2 separate regions of the Zea mays genome follow, and region 1 is linked to region 2. Evidence: chromatin contacts called from public Hi-C data. All regions are on one chromosome and are shown on one strand. The core of a region is the stretch at or near the end of the contact, and the rest is flanking DNA. Distances in the headings are between cores, read along the strand shown.

Region 1 (2,928 bases), core at 23-2,522, 230 kb after region 2:
GCATGAGTTCCCCTGGAGATCAATTTCATGTTGCTTTTTTTTTGCGAAGTTCCATTTTCTATTTTCAATTTGATTAGGGCTAGTTTGGGAACTTATTCTTCCAAGGTTTCCTAAGGAAAATTAGTTCATTTTTTTTTTTGGGAAAATGAAGTTTCCAAAAGGGTTTCAAATCCATGGTGGTGTGGGAATTGATTGCAGTAAAGGCGATGGGTAAGCTGATACCGGTGGGTTGAGAATTAGACCATCAGTAGCTTACTCTTTCCCATATTTAAACTATAATCTACACTACAAAATAGTGCAAAAGGTGTTCATAGTGACCTATGAATAATATAATCTACACTACAAAAATAGTCCAAAAGGTGTTTGTAGTGACCATATATGGGTGTACATTGTACCTTTTTACATTGTATTTGTAGTGATCATATATGGGTGAACTACTGTACTTTTTTATATTGTAGATCGTATTATTTATAGTGTGCAGTTTGAATATAGGTAAGCTGATGGTCTTATTGCCTGTCAAGTTCATATATAATAGTTTTGGGATTAATTTTTTTTGCGTCATAGAAATTCATAAGCATGTGAGTTTATCACATATATACATCAGAATATTAACTAGAATATATTTAAAATTGGTTTCGTTCATATACTCGGAATTGTGCCCAGCGGGATTATATAATTTAACAAAGAACATGGTACAGAATTATAAGCCGTGACTTTATACCATTATATTAAACGTAATTGGGAATATTTAAATTGTTTTTCATTCTAATTGACTGCATTTTGTTTAAGTCTCAAGGGTGCCGTGCTTTTAATCTAGGGCCTAAAATTGGGTGATTAAGGGGCTGTTTGGTTCGTGGTCATACTTTACCTAAGGTTAGTCGTTTGAACTGAAAAACTAATCTTAGTCAGAAAAGTTAAGCAAAGTGTAGTAAGTTAGTCATCAAACCAAACAGGCTCTAAAAGCAAGTTAAAATCCACCGGAATTGACTGCATTTTGTTTGTCTTGTTTTCATCAATCCACCGGAATTCAGTGATTAAATCTCGCAAGTTAAAATTTTTCTTAATTTGCTCAATATTTTTCAGCGATATCCGTTCTTTTGAATGGGTCTATTCACAGAAGGTTTGGTTGTGAACACGAATATTCAATTGATATATGTGTACTTTTTAAAGGTATTTTATGGTTATTTAAATGTAGCTGCGTCTGCTCGTTGAGGTGTGGATCTTTCCTCAACACGGTGAGGTCATCCGTTTGACTGCTAGCCTAGGCGTGCTGTCCCGGATGGATGGTGGTTCAAATCCACCAAGATTCTTTAGTAGTCGGAACTTATTGCTCACCAAAGAACTTACCATTGCTTTAGGATGTTTTATTTTTGTATATAGGCTTAGCCGGTTAGGGCCTGTTTGGATCAGTTTATAAGAAACTGTTTTTTGAAAATTGAGGTGGTTCCAAATATATCACTAGACTTTCAAACAGCATCTTAGTTAAACAGGACCTTAGTTTTGATACGAGGCCTGCACTCAGCCCGGCGGCGATCAAAATCGAACGTGTGGGATCTCTGATATTTGACTAGGTCTGGTCGGTAGCAAACCAAACATGTAAGAATTTGTACATATACTCAACGTCTTAGAATTTGCAGTTTAGAGAACAGAGAGTTTTTGTTTTTGTTTTTGCTTAGTTCACGTCTCTTTCATCGAAGTGGCTTCTCATTTTTGCCTAGACTCTTTATTTTACAAGTAAGAATTTCTTCCTAGATTTTTATGATCCACGGGAATTTACACTGAATCTTTTGTCAGAAAAATGCAAGAATTTCATATAATCCAGTTTATTTTTATTTTTTGATAATAAAATTTCTCTAGTAAAAAAATGTTGTAGGGCCTAGGAGTTCTATAATTTATAATTCATACCGAATTATCAGCAATCTCCTTTATAGAAGTGATATATGTAGAAAACAAAAAAAAAAGATGGCATTCACGTTTTCTAGAAGTGGTGATAATTTGAATTTTGTCCAAAGTCGTACTGACATGTTCCGTGCGAAAGGGCGTTCTCAATGGGAAGAGGAAAACACTGTTTCCAAAGCTACCATCTCAAAAAACACTAAATCTCGTATTTTTCTTTATTAAATTGTATATTGTGTTATCTTATTTGTTTACGTGACGTATTATTAATAAAAATAAAACTCTTATGAAACTCCTATTAAGAATGACTTCATTTAGAGTAAAATTATAAAAAATTTACTAACATTTATGATATTAAGTATAATTATTATAATAATATTTTTGTTTATAGTAAATCTACTTAAAGTTAAGATACTTGGAGGCTCTTTGGATCCAAACAAGTTCAGCCAAAGTGACTAAAATGACATATTTTTATTATTTTAGTCACTTTTAACTAGCTTGGAATGTGATTGAACTTTATTAATGTTTGTTTTAGCACCTAAACAGGCTCTTAGATCATGGCTACTACTAATAGTTAACTACTAGCTAATATGTCATAACTACTATGTAACTACTATTACCCCTATTAGGACTAGTTTAGGAACTTCATTTTCTTAAGGAATTTCTATTTTTCAAGAGGACTTGGATAAATGAGGTTCCCAAACTAGTCCTTAACAAATTTCACTCGACTAGTAAAATAGTACTATTATTAGCTACTAGAAAAATATTGCTAACAATCAGTTAAACTATTAGCAACATGTATTTGGATTCAAGAAAATAATTATGAGTAGCTAATTAGTAATTACTATCTTTCTTGAACCTAAGTAGGATCATAATTAATAAAAATCCTATAGTTTTTAGAGAGCCAAGATAGGATCATAATTAACATAAATAATGTAGTTTAATTTTTTGATAGACAGTACTAGGGCATGTTTAGTTTCATTGTGCTAAACTTTAGCATCACTTAAAGAGATAAAGTGCTAATGTATGTTA
Region 2 (3,160 bases), core at 541-3,040:
ACCGCATAAAGTGTTCCTAGTATCATCTATTAAAATATAGATTAACCTGATTAATCATTAACAGAGGAACCCAAGCCAGCCAACAAAGAAAATTAAGGGACTAAATATGCAAGTATTTTCAGCTGAGAGTGTACCTTCTCAGAAGGCCGCAACTTGCTGCTGGTGAACCCTTCAGAAACAAGTTTATTGACAACATCCCTCAGTCTCTCATAGTCCTCTGTGACATTGTAAACCTGGTGTGAGATCCTCACATACCCTGTCACTGGATCACCATTTTTATCCTTTGTCATCTCCTGTCCTTCCACCCTTCTTGAGTTGTAGTATACCGGCACCTCCACCTGGAAATCCTTTCTCAACATTGTCCTCACTCTCATTGCATCATCATCACTCTCAACACCAAGGCAACCAGGCATCCCCACCATAACCATGCTACCACACAGTTCCGGAGGTGAGCCAAGAAAAGTCCCCCATGCCTCAGCAAGCATCCTACCCATCTCAATAACTTTCTCATGATTCCGGTTTCGTATAGCCTCAATTCCACCCTCAAATCGATTCACAAAATCTATAGCCTCGGACACAACAAGCTGGGCACTGTAATCCCGTGTTCCAATCCATCCGCTCTCCATAGGCAGCCCATTCCCATACTCATGGGAAACAACAGGGTGATGGAGTTGGGAGGCTATCGGGTCATCCTTGCGAGTATGCAAAAAGGCCACAGCAGGGGGGCAAAAGAACCACTTATGAAGGTTGCTTGTATAGAAATCGGCTCCAATGTCGCGCACGTCCACAGGCACCTGCCCAATAGAGTGGGCAGCGTCAACAAATACCTTGTCAACGCCCTCTTCTCGACAGATGGCGACGAGCTCCTTGACTGGGATGACGACACTGGGCATGGAGGTAATGTGGTCGATGACTGCGAGCCTGACCCTACGCCCTCCTTCCTTGGCGACCGCGAGCGCAGCACGGAACTCGGCAATGATTGCGTCGGCGGACGCGACGGGGAATGGGAGGGGCACCTCGACGACGGTGGCCCCCGCACGCGCGACGTACGCGTGGATGGACTTCTTGACCGCACCATAGGCGTAGTGGAGCATCAGCACCGCATCCCCGCGCGCGAAGTGACCCTCGGCGAAGCTCCAGGCTGCGTGCTGCAGGACGATGGCGGCGGCCGTGGTGGCGTTATCGACGAGGGAGACCTCGGAGACGTCGCCAGCGCCCACCACCTCGGCGACGGCGGCGCGCGAGCGGAGAAGGCCCTGCTGGAGAACGTGGAAGTAGAAGGCGTCGGGCTGCGCGAGGAAGAGGCGCTGCCAGTGGGCCTGCGCGGCGAGGACCGAGGCCGGGCAGCAGCCGAAGCTGCCGTTGTTGACGCGCGCCACGGCTGCGTCGTGGTGTGCGAACTCGACGCGGATCTCGGCTTCCGAGATCACCGCCCGGGGGCGCTTCGACGGGGACGGGCCGTTACCGTGTCCGTTGTCGTTGCCGTGCCCATTCACGGCCGCGGCCGCGTCGTCAGGGGCCGGGTCCGACGCCATCGCCGGTGCGCTAGGGTTGGCTGGCCTGGATTGGGGAAGAGAGAGGTAGAATGGAGAGTGATACGAGAGAGACAGTGCGCGTGCCTGTTGAGGATGGATCAGGGTCGCCACTCGAGGCGGTCCGCGACGGGCCGGATTTGGGCCTCCCAGGTTCGTCAGCCGTTCGCCTGCGTCGTCTGCTGCGTGGACGGGCGCGGCGAGGGTCCCACGGCCCATCGACTGCGAAACGGCCGAAAGGCCGTAGAAAACAGGAGGCCACGCCTGCAACCGGGGTGCGGCACCCACGACGAGTCGACGACATCGCTGAGGGTTTGTTTGGGGAGTATTCATTCAATACACATGGATTAAAAGAGATTAGTCGGTTGTCCGTACGTTGTGACGGTTCACAACAATACTCACGTAAACTATCTACTAAAAAGATCTTAATATTTTTATTGATTGTCTCTGTTTTTCGCATATTTTTTTATTTTACTAACTGATGTTGTTGTTTAGTTCATCCAATATGTTTTGGTATAACACGGTTAATAAAGTAAGCGATTAAAAAAGAGTTCAGAACGACTAAGTAAAAAATAGAGATTATAGAAAAACATAATTCTACCATACAGATACCAAATAATAGGAAGTTTGTGAGCTCAAGTTTCTAAAATAAGTCACACGAACTCAAACTCATAAAAAAAGATACATCAAAATATTGAGTGTTCGCTAAAGCCAGTCATCAATAGAAACTGGATGCGCTCCATACAAATTATGGTACTTCGTAACAATTGCTAACGCTTAAAACCAACAAATAATCTTTCCTTTTTACTATTAGCGTGACAAATTATTGCTGCTCCATCCAATTTAGCAACTTCAAACAACATGGATTCCATTGTTCCAATGTGGCCTCAGAAACGAGCTAATGCACACAAGGGATGAGCAACTTGTGATTGTGTCCGCATGGGTCTCGAAATCCTAACACATATTTTACAGAATCCATGAGCCATCATCAGAAGAACACAAACCATGTACAGACAATAAATAAAGTACTAACACACCCAAATTATGTTCAGTCCTTAGAACAACAAAAAACTAACACCTAAAACAACAGAGGAACAACACAATAATTTTTGCAATGACAGAAGGATGGGTGACAGGTACATAGAAGTGGTAAAAGTATATCGAGTCGACACCGTGGTAAGGGAAAGGCCATGTAGACAGGCAATGTCGAGCCATCGAACGGGGCCATAGGCAGCAAATCAGGGACCCCCATCCCTCGCTTCCCATACTTCCAAGGTTTCGTAGAGCAGGAAGGAAGGGAAGAGGCGGCCATACATGTTCGTTGCCGGAGAAGGACACGACGTAGATCTGGGCATCTGGAGGCGACATAGGTAGTATACTACTAGATACATATAGGGAGAGAGCGCGCAAGCGAAGAAAGAAACCCAGCCGGAGCAGCTCCAAACCGAGAAGCATTTGCGCCAGGCGTCAGTCCGAGAAGGGCGAGAGAATGTGAGTGCCTTCCCTGCCCTAGACCCGCCGAGGCAACACAACACCACCACCAACTTCATGACATATGCCAACAGCTGTCGTGCTACAGGCCTTTGTTGTCCAATATCTCAGACTTGGACTCCTCATCGACAAGATAA

The links. A called contact is a pair of places that touch in the nucleus more often than the background predicts.
Region 1: a Hi-C map of ear shows a contact between it and region 2, with 1.7 times the contacts expected there. The contact joins the enhancer-like site here to the promoter of LOC100284775 in region 2. A contact is called at or near these places in 4 of 25 Hi-C or Micro-C datasets (ear, endosperm, leaf and 1 more).

Annotation. Positions count from the first base shown.
Region 1 is chr3:50,287,754-50,290,681 of Zm-B73-REFERENCE-NAM-5.0, forward strand. It overlaps LOC103650063 (a long non-coding RNA gene), which reads left to right. Exons shown (of 2, transcript XR_563876.3): 2 at 1-480. Among protein-coding and RNA genes, the nearest start is that of LOC103650063, 3.4 kb to the left of the region's middle. Within about 2 kb of position 1,273, at least 10 of the 20 cell types and tissues checked have an H3K27ac peak or open chromatin away from gene starts, as enhancers often do. A contact at or near this core is called in ear, leaf and tassel, where this site is marked.
Region 2 is chr3:50,055,078-50,058,237 of Zm-B73-REFERENCE-NAM-5.0, forward strand. LOC100284775 reads right to left here and starts at 1,791. Exons shown (of 2, transcript NM_001157670.2): 1 at 135-1,791. The coding sequence starts at 1,535.